Linked DNA regions of Sus scrofa: region 1 is linked to region 2. The links are chromatin contacts, called in public promoter capture Hi-C maps. All regions are on one chromosome and are shown on one strand. The core of a region is the stretch at or near the end of the contact, and the rest is flanking DNA. Distances in the headings are between cores, read along the strand shown.

Region 1 (2,832 bases), core at 321-2,820, 180 kb before region 2:
GATGCAGTTCATGTAAGGATCTCAAGACGGGACGGTGCTGGCTTATCCACGGGCCCTAAGTGCAATGTGTCCTTATAAAGGAGAGAAGAGGAGACACGCAGAGAGGGGACTGCGTGACAACAGAGGCGGGGGTCCAGGCGATGCGTCCCCAAGCCCAGGAACACCTGTGCCTCAGGGCGTCTGGCCCCGTGTCACCCGGATTTAGGCTCTGGCCTCCAGACCGAGAGAGAATAAACCTGCTGTTTGGAATCGCCCAGCCTGCGGTATCTGTCCGGGCGGCACCACGACACAGGGACCAGTGCAGCTCCCCTGCAGGAGAGACTGCTGGGGTCACTCCACAGAGGGGCGGCCCAGACAGAGCGGGGGCGGCCACACCCCGGTGGGAAAGCAGAGCTGCTGGCAGGAGCAGCTGCCTCTCTGCTCTGGGGCCGCCTGGGTCCCTGGACCCATGGGGTGGGGAGAAATCCTGCCGTTACTCAGCAGGATTTGGCCACCGGGAGCCTCAGATTCCTGCCCCGTCGTCACCGAGCAAGTTGGTGTGCAAGGGAAGACCTGGCCAGCTGGGGTGTGGGGAGCTGGTTCTGGTTCTGCCCGCGAGCTGCTGGGCCCCCTTGATGTGTGGGCGAGTGGCTAGTGCCGCCTGGTGAGGGGCTTGGTCCCATCGCTGGCCCTCGATGGGGACCTTGCTTGTGTGAGGTGACCACGGCCCTCCAGCCGCCTGGGCTCCGGCCCACTGGGAGGGGAGGGGAGTTTGTGTCTGGGGGGGCAGCTGTGCGTAATGCAGGGGGCTGATCAGAGAAAGGCAGGGCGTCACCCAGAAATAGCTCGGCCGAGAGGGGTGCTCAGCCTGGGGACAAGGGTCTGGAGAGGTGTTTGGTTGTCACAGCCGTGGTTGGCATCCAGTTGGCAGAGGCAGTGCACATGGCAGCCCCCCTATAAGAGATTGCCTGGAATGTCAGCAGTGCCACAGTTAGAAGCCAGGGCCCAGGAGATTTAGCGATTGTCTGGCCTGGTTCTGGGCTCATCTTCTGCTTGTCACTGGCCTGGGGCAGACCACAGCCTCTCCCGAGCCTCAGTTTCCCTGTCTGTAATACAAACAGGCGTATTACCACTTAACTCGGCAATGGCTCCCGGTCATTCAGCCGGGCCATGTGTGACAGCCCAGCCTATCGCAAGCACGGGACAGCAAGGTGGCCTCCCGGTCTTCATTCACGGGTCTGGGCTGGGGCCAGGGGCCAGATCCCGAGCCCTGCCTTGGTGAGGGCCTGAGCGCAGGTGGCACCCACCCCGGTTCAGTTCCTGCTTCTTGTTCCAGAAACAGGAGCCTCAGTTCTGGCTCCGCAAGCGGGGCGGAGATTCCTGCTCTCCAGCCCACGTGGGTTCTGGAGCCAGCGGGAAGGCAGAGCGGGAAGGAGCACCGGTGGGCAGCCCCCGTCTGTCCCTGTGTGTGTCTCCGTTGAAACGGGCTGGAGCAGCGGGAGGGAGCGGCCCACAGGTCTGTGCATGCGTGTGTGTGTGTGTGTGTGTGTGTGTGTGTGTGTGTGTGTGTACAGTAAGTGGAAGAGGAAGAGAGAGCCGAGCTGAGGTTGGCAAGGCAGCTCCTGGGCTTCCCCAATCCCAGAGGCTGGGGCGGGAGCCTGGGTGGCCCGGCCTCCACCTCCGAGTCTGGGTGCCCGGCCGTGGGCAGGCGGGACGGGGCCTGGAGCGGGCCCAGGACGGAGCTAATGATCAACCAGCCCTCAGAGGCGGTGCAGCAGCGTGGGGCCTGCCTCCCGCCAGCGGCCTGGGCGCAGGGAGGAAGTGGGGCAGGAAGCAGGGGCGGGGGCGGCTGCGGTGCCGTCAGCGGGCTGTGGGCGGCCGCTGCCCCTGGCCGGCGGAGACCAGGGTCAGAAACAGCCACCTGGTGCCCGGGGTCCTGCAGCTGGTGGCCCGGGGGCGGCCTGAGGAGCTGAGCACAGGTATGGGGCACTGGACGGGCGGGCGAGGGCTGCGAGCAGGCTTGTCTGCTGAGCTGGGTCTTGGCAAGGTTGGATCAGAGTCGTCTGTCGCCTTTCAGTTTCTTGGGGACTTCTCTGGCCTTTTGGGATCGGAGAGAGCAGAACTGGAGTCTGGGAGGCCTGAAGGCTGAAGGCACGGGTCAGGGGACCGGCTGGAGCTCCGGGAGCTGGCCTGTGACGGGACTGATGGCACTGCCGCTCCCCTGGTCTCCCTTGACCCCACCTTCAGGAGGGCTCCCAGCCAGGGTGTCCCGAGGGTCTGGTCAGGATGCGGGGATGTCGCCAGCAAGCAGGATTCCAGATCCAGGGGGCCTCAAGTGGGCCCCCACCCCGGGCTGTCACCCCCTCAGGCAGACACCATGAGTGTCCAGCCCAGGGTGTCGCTATAGCTGTGACCCGGCCACTCTGAGGTCACCACCCAGGGGCCGCCTCTCCATCAACAAATGGAACGAGCGACTTGGCCAGGGGCCCCAACCCGAAATTTCTAGGGGAGACCCAGACCCAGGCCTTTTAGCACCAGGTCCTGGCCTGGGCGTGTGGTCCCAGAAGAGCACGGACCCCGTCCCCCGCCTGCAGTGACCCCTCCTCGATCCCCAAGCCCCATCTGAGGGGGTTTCCGAAAGATGACAGATGGCAAAGTGACGCTGGGGGAGCTGGTGTTGCGGTCGCTTGGGGTGTGATCCCCAACCCTGGAGGGCATGTGGGTTGCAGCTGAACTGGCAGATGGAGGCAGGGTGGGGGCCTGGGTGGGGTGTGCCAGGCTTAAGGGTGCGTGTCGTGGGCGGAACTCGGACCCACCTGGGCCCCAATCCCACCAGGGCCCCCAGCTGGGCGG
Region 2 (2,838 bases), core at 56-2,555:
ATTCTGCAGCCTGTGCTGGTGATGTTGGTTAAACTGGCAGTAGCTGCCTTTCTCTGCCCCTCCCGGGGATAGGCAGGTGACAGTTGAGTCTGCCTGTCCTAAGAAGCACCCCAGGGTGGTGCTCAGAGGCAGAAACACATGTGAACTGAAGCTTGGTACTTGCCATCAGCCTCTACATGGACTAAACCATGAGCCACTGCAGCTGCTGACCTGCAGCGCCCCCTGAACCGAACTCAGGGTAGAAATCAGGACTTAGGCACTCAGTGCTCTGGGGACATTGGAAGAACAGGTCTTCAGAATCAGATATTTTTAGAAGATTTTATGTACTCAATTCTTGCATCTCCGTATATCTAGAAAAACAAACACTAAACTCCTTCATGGTGATGTCCGCTCCTTGTGACTGGTAGTGACCTTCAGGATGTCAGCAACAAACTTTTGTAAAACGTGTGTGTACTGTATGCCCCCCCACGCCTTTATCATATCCTGATATTCCTCCTTTTTGCTTTGGGTAGTATTTCAGAGCTACAGCCCGGGCTGTAGCTAAGGACAAAACAAAGAATGTCACGGTCATCTTCAAATGCAGCCACCTCAGAGCCAGTGAGCCCTGCAGTTTGTGAAAACTCAGGATCCTGGCCCTGATAGCGGAGGTGCATATCAAAGGAATGATTTCAGTGAGCCCAGGCCTCTTTAGTTTCTGCTACCTGCCCTTTGCGGCCAAGACTCCCATATATCCTAGCTCCCCCCTCGCCTCCTTGGAGAGGTTTCTCAGGGCTACCTGAGATGCTGTCTTCTGGGCTTAAGTCCTAATTTTGCCCCAAATAAAACTTAATTCTAAACTTTCAGGTCGTGCATTTTTTTTAGGTCGACATGCACCAGCTGCAACTCTCCCACACAAGAAAGCTGCCAGGGCGAAAATGGAGAAGCGCGAGTTTTCACAAGAGGACTAATCCTGGACACCCACGAACGTGGGCTCCTTGAATCTTGATCAGTAATCAACGCTGGACACAATCAGATGTCAGATGCTGGGATTACATTTAAGATTCCGCAAACACACCACCTCCAAATTCTCCCACACTCAGCTCAGGTCATGTTACCATCCCGCGCCAACACCCTTGGACGGAGCCCAGGATAAAACACAGGTTAAATTCCTCTGCCAAAAACGCCAGGGTAAGGCTGCCAGGGAAACCAAAGCGGAAAAGTCACGGGCCCAGCTCATTCCCCATCATTTCCGGCCCTAGCGCACCGCCCCTGTGACGCAAGCACGGCGCGCCGCGATGACGGCACGCCGCGCTCTGCGTCATCGCGGCGCGCCGCCGGGCGCTCAGCAAGCTGACTATGGCGGAGGTGGGCCGGGCTGCCGTGAGCGATCCGGGTTCGCTGCTCCCGGAGGGCTTCTGGGCGGCGGTGGCTGTGTGGGTGGAGAGGCCGCAGGTGGCCAACAAGCGGCTGTGTGGCGCCCGCCTGGAGGCCCGGCGCAGCGCCTCCCTGCCCCGGGCTGAGGCCCGCGGCCCTCGGCCCAGCTCGGGCCCCGAGCCGGAGGAGAGGGCCGCGGCGGGATGCGCGCCCGAGGGGGGCCTGGGACCCAGCCGGCGTTTCCCCCAGGAGGGCTCGGAACCCCGGCCCAGCGCAGCCCCGGAGCAGGACCCCCACCAGCCCCAGGTCGGGCGCCGGCGTGGGGACGACCCGAGGGAAGCAGCCGCTGCGCCTCTGCTCGCAGGGGCCCCCGGCCAGCGCGGCCAGGCTGAAGCCGAGGAGGGTCACTTCCCCGCCCCAGATCTGGATTCTATCTGGAACGATTTCTCACAAAGCCTCGCCGGCGACGATCGAGAGATGCTAAACTTCCTCACCGGCTCGGAGGCGGCCTCGCAGCAAGAGGCTCAGCGTGAGCTGGTCCTGATTCTCAGAACCATCATCCCGAAGGCGAGCCCGCGTTGCCCGCTCGGTGCTGCGAGGAGAGAAATGGTCGTGCAAGGTAAGAGTATTTCTGAGAGTGGCAGGTGTCAGAGATAAACAGAGCCACGCGCGCTAAGGTGACAGGGAAAGATTTTAATTGGTGGTACTCTGTCACAGTAGGAAGAGGAGTCCAGCGTGAACTGAGCAGCCGCTCCCATTTGTGCAGAGGTGACTGGCCGTTTTAGAGGGAGGGTAAGGAAATAGGGAGGGGTGGGGGCTGGTAGAGTCGGGGAGGCCACACATCAGCAGAAAGCAGGAGAGGTGGGGGACCGGTGTAGGAACGTGATCCGGGTTTGGTAACGCTGCTTAGGGAAGTCAGGGCCTCCCCTCCCGCGGGGTGGGCCCCCAGGGGCTCCCATTCAGATGTGGGCTGGGACGCACAGTTCTCCTGTCGCCTTGAGTTTTCTCAGGCACTTCAAGGGGGCTGGGGTCATGCTAGGGGTGAGGTCTTGAACTTTGGGGAACTTGAATAGTGTTTGTTCAAGGCTTCATAGGCCACAGCTGAAGCCTCTCTGAGCCAGGCTGAGCACCTGGCTGGTTTGGCCAAGAGGAGAGTCATCCGCAGAGGAAGCAGAATAAAAAGCGGTCAGTCGGTGACAAGGCGCTAGGGGCACGTAGAGATGCATGTCCTGCGTACAGAGGGTGGGGTCATTGCCTGGGCGGTGCCTGGAAGGTGAAGGCGCGTGGACATTGAACGGCAAAGAGCAGTTTAGTAGGTTTAGGGGTAAGGGAGAAGGCCGGCTCCCGGGGAGCCCACAGAGGCCTCCCCCATCTCTCCTTCCTGAGCCTGGACGCCCCTTGCCTTCTGCGGCTGCCTCTCCTCTGCCTCCGGTGGAGGCGGCTCTCAGCTTTCCAGGGTCCGTGTGACTAGGTCGAGCCCCACTG

Evidence for each region. Promoter capture Hi-C pulls out the DNA fragments that hold promoters and counts their contacts.
Region 1: a promoter capture Hi-C map of liver shows a contact between it and region 2, with 4 times the contacts expected there. The contact joins the promoter of SH3TC1 here to the promoter of TRMT44 in region 2. A contact is called at or near these places in 1 of 5 promoter capture datasets (liver), 1 of 47 Hi-C or Micro-C datasets (liver) and 1 of 2 datasets of contacts at active chromatin or transcription factors (alveolar macrophages).

Annotation. Positions count from the first base shown.
Region 1 is chr8:2,882,912-2,885,743 of Sscrofa11.1, reverse strand. SH3TC1 (SH3 domain and tetratricopeptide repeat-containing protein 1) reads left to right here and starts at 1,570. Exons shown (of 18, transcript XM_021100954.1): 1 at 1,570-1,958.
Region 2 is chr8:2,706,877-2,709,714 of Sscrofa11.1, reverse strand. TRMT44 (probable tRNA (uracil-O(2)-)-methyltransferase) reads left to right here and starts at 1,305. Exons shown (of 14, transcript XM_021100950.1): 1 at 1,305-1,972. The coding sequence starts at 1,336.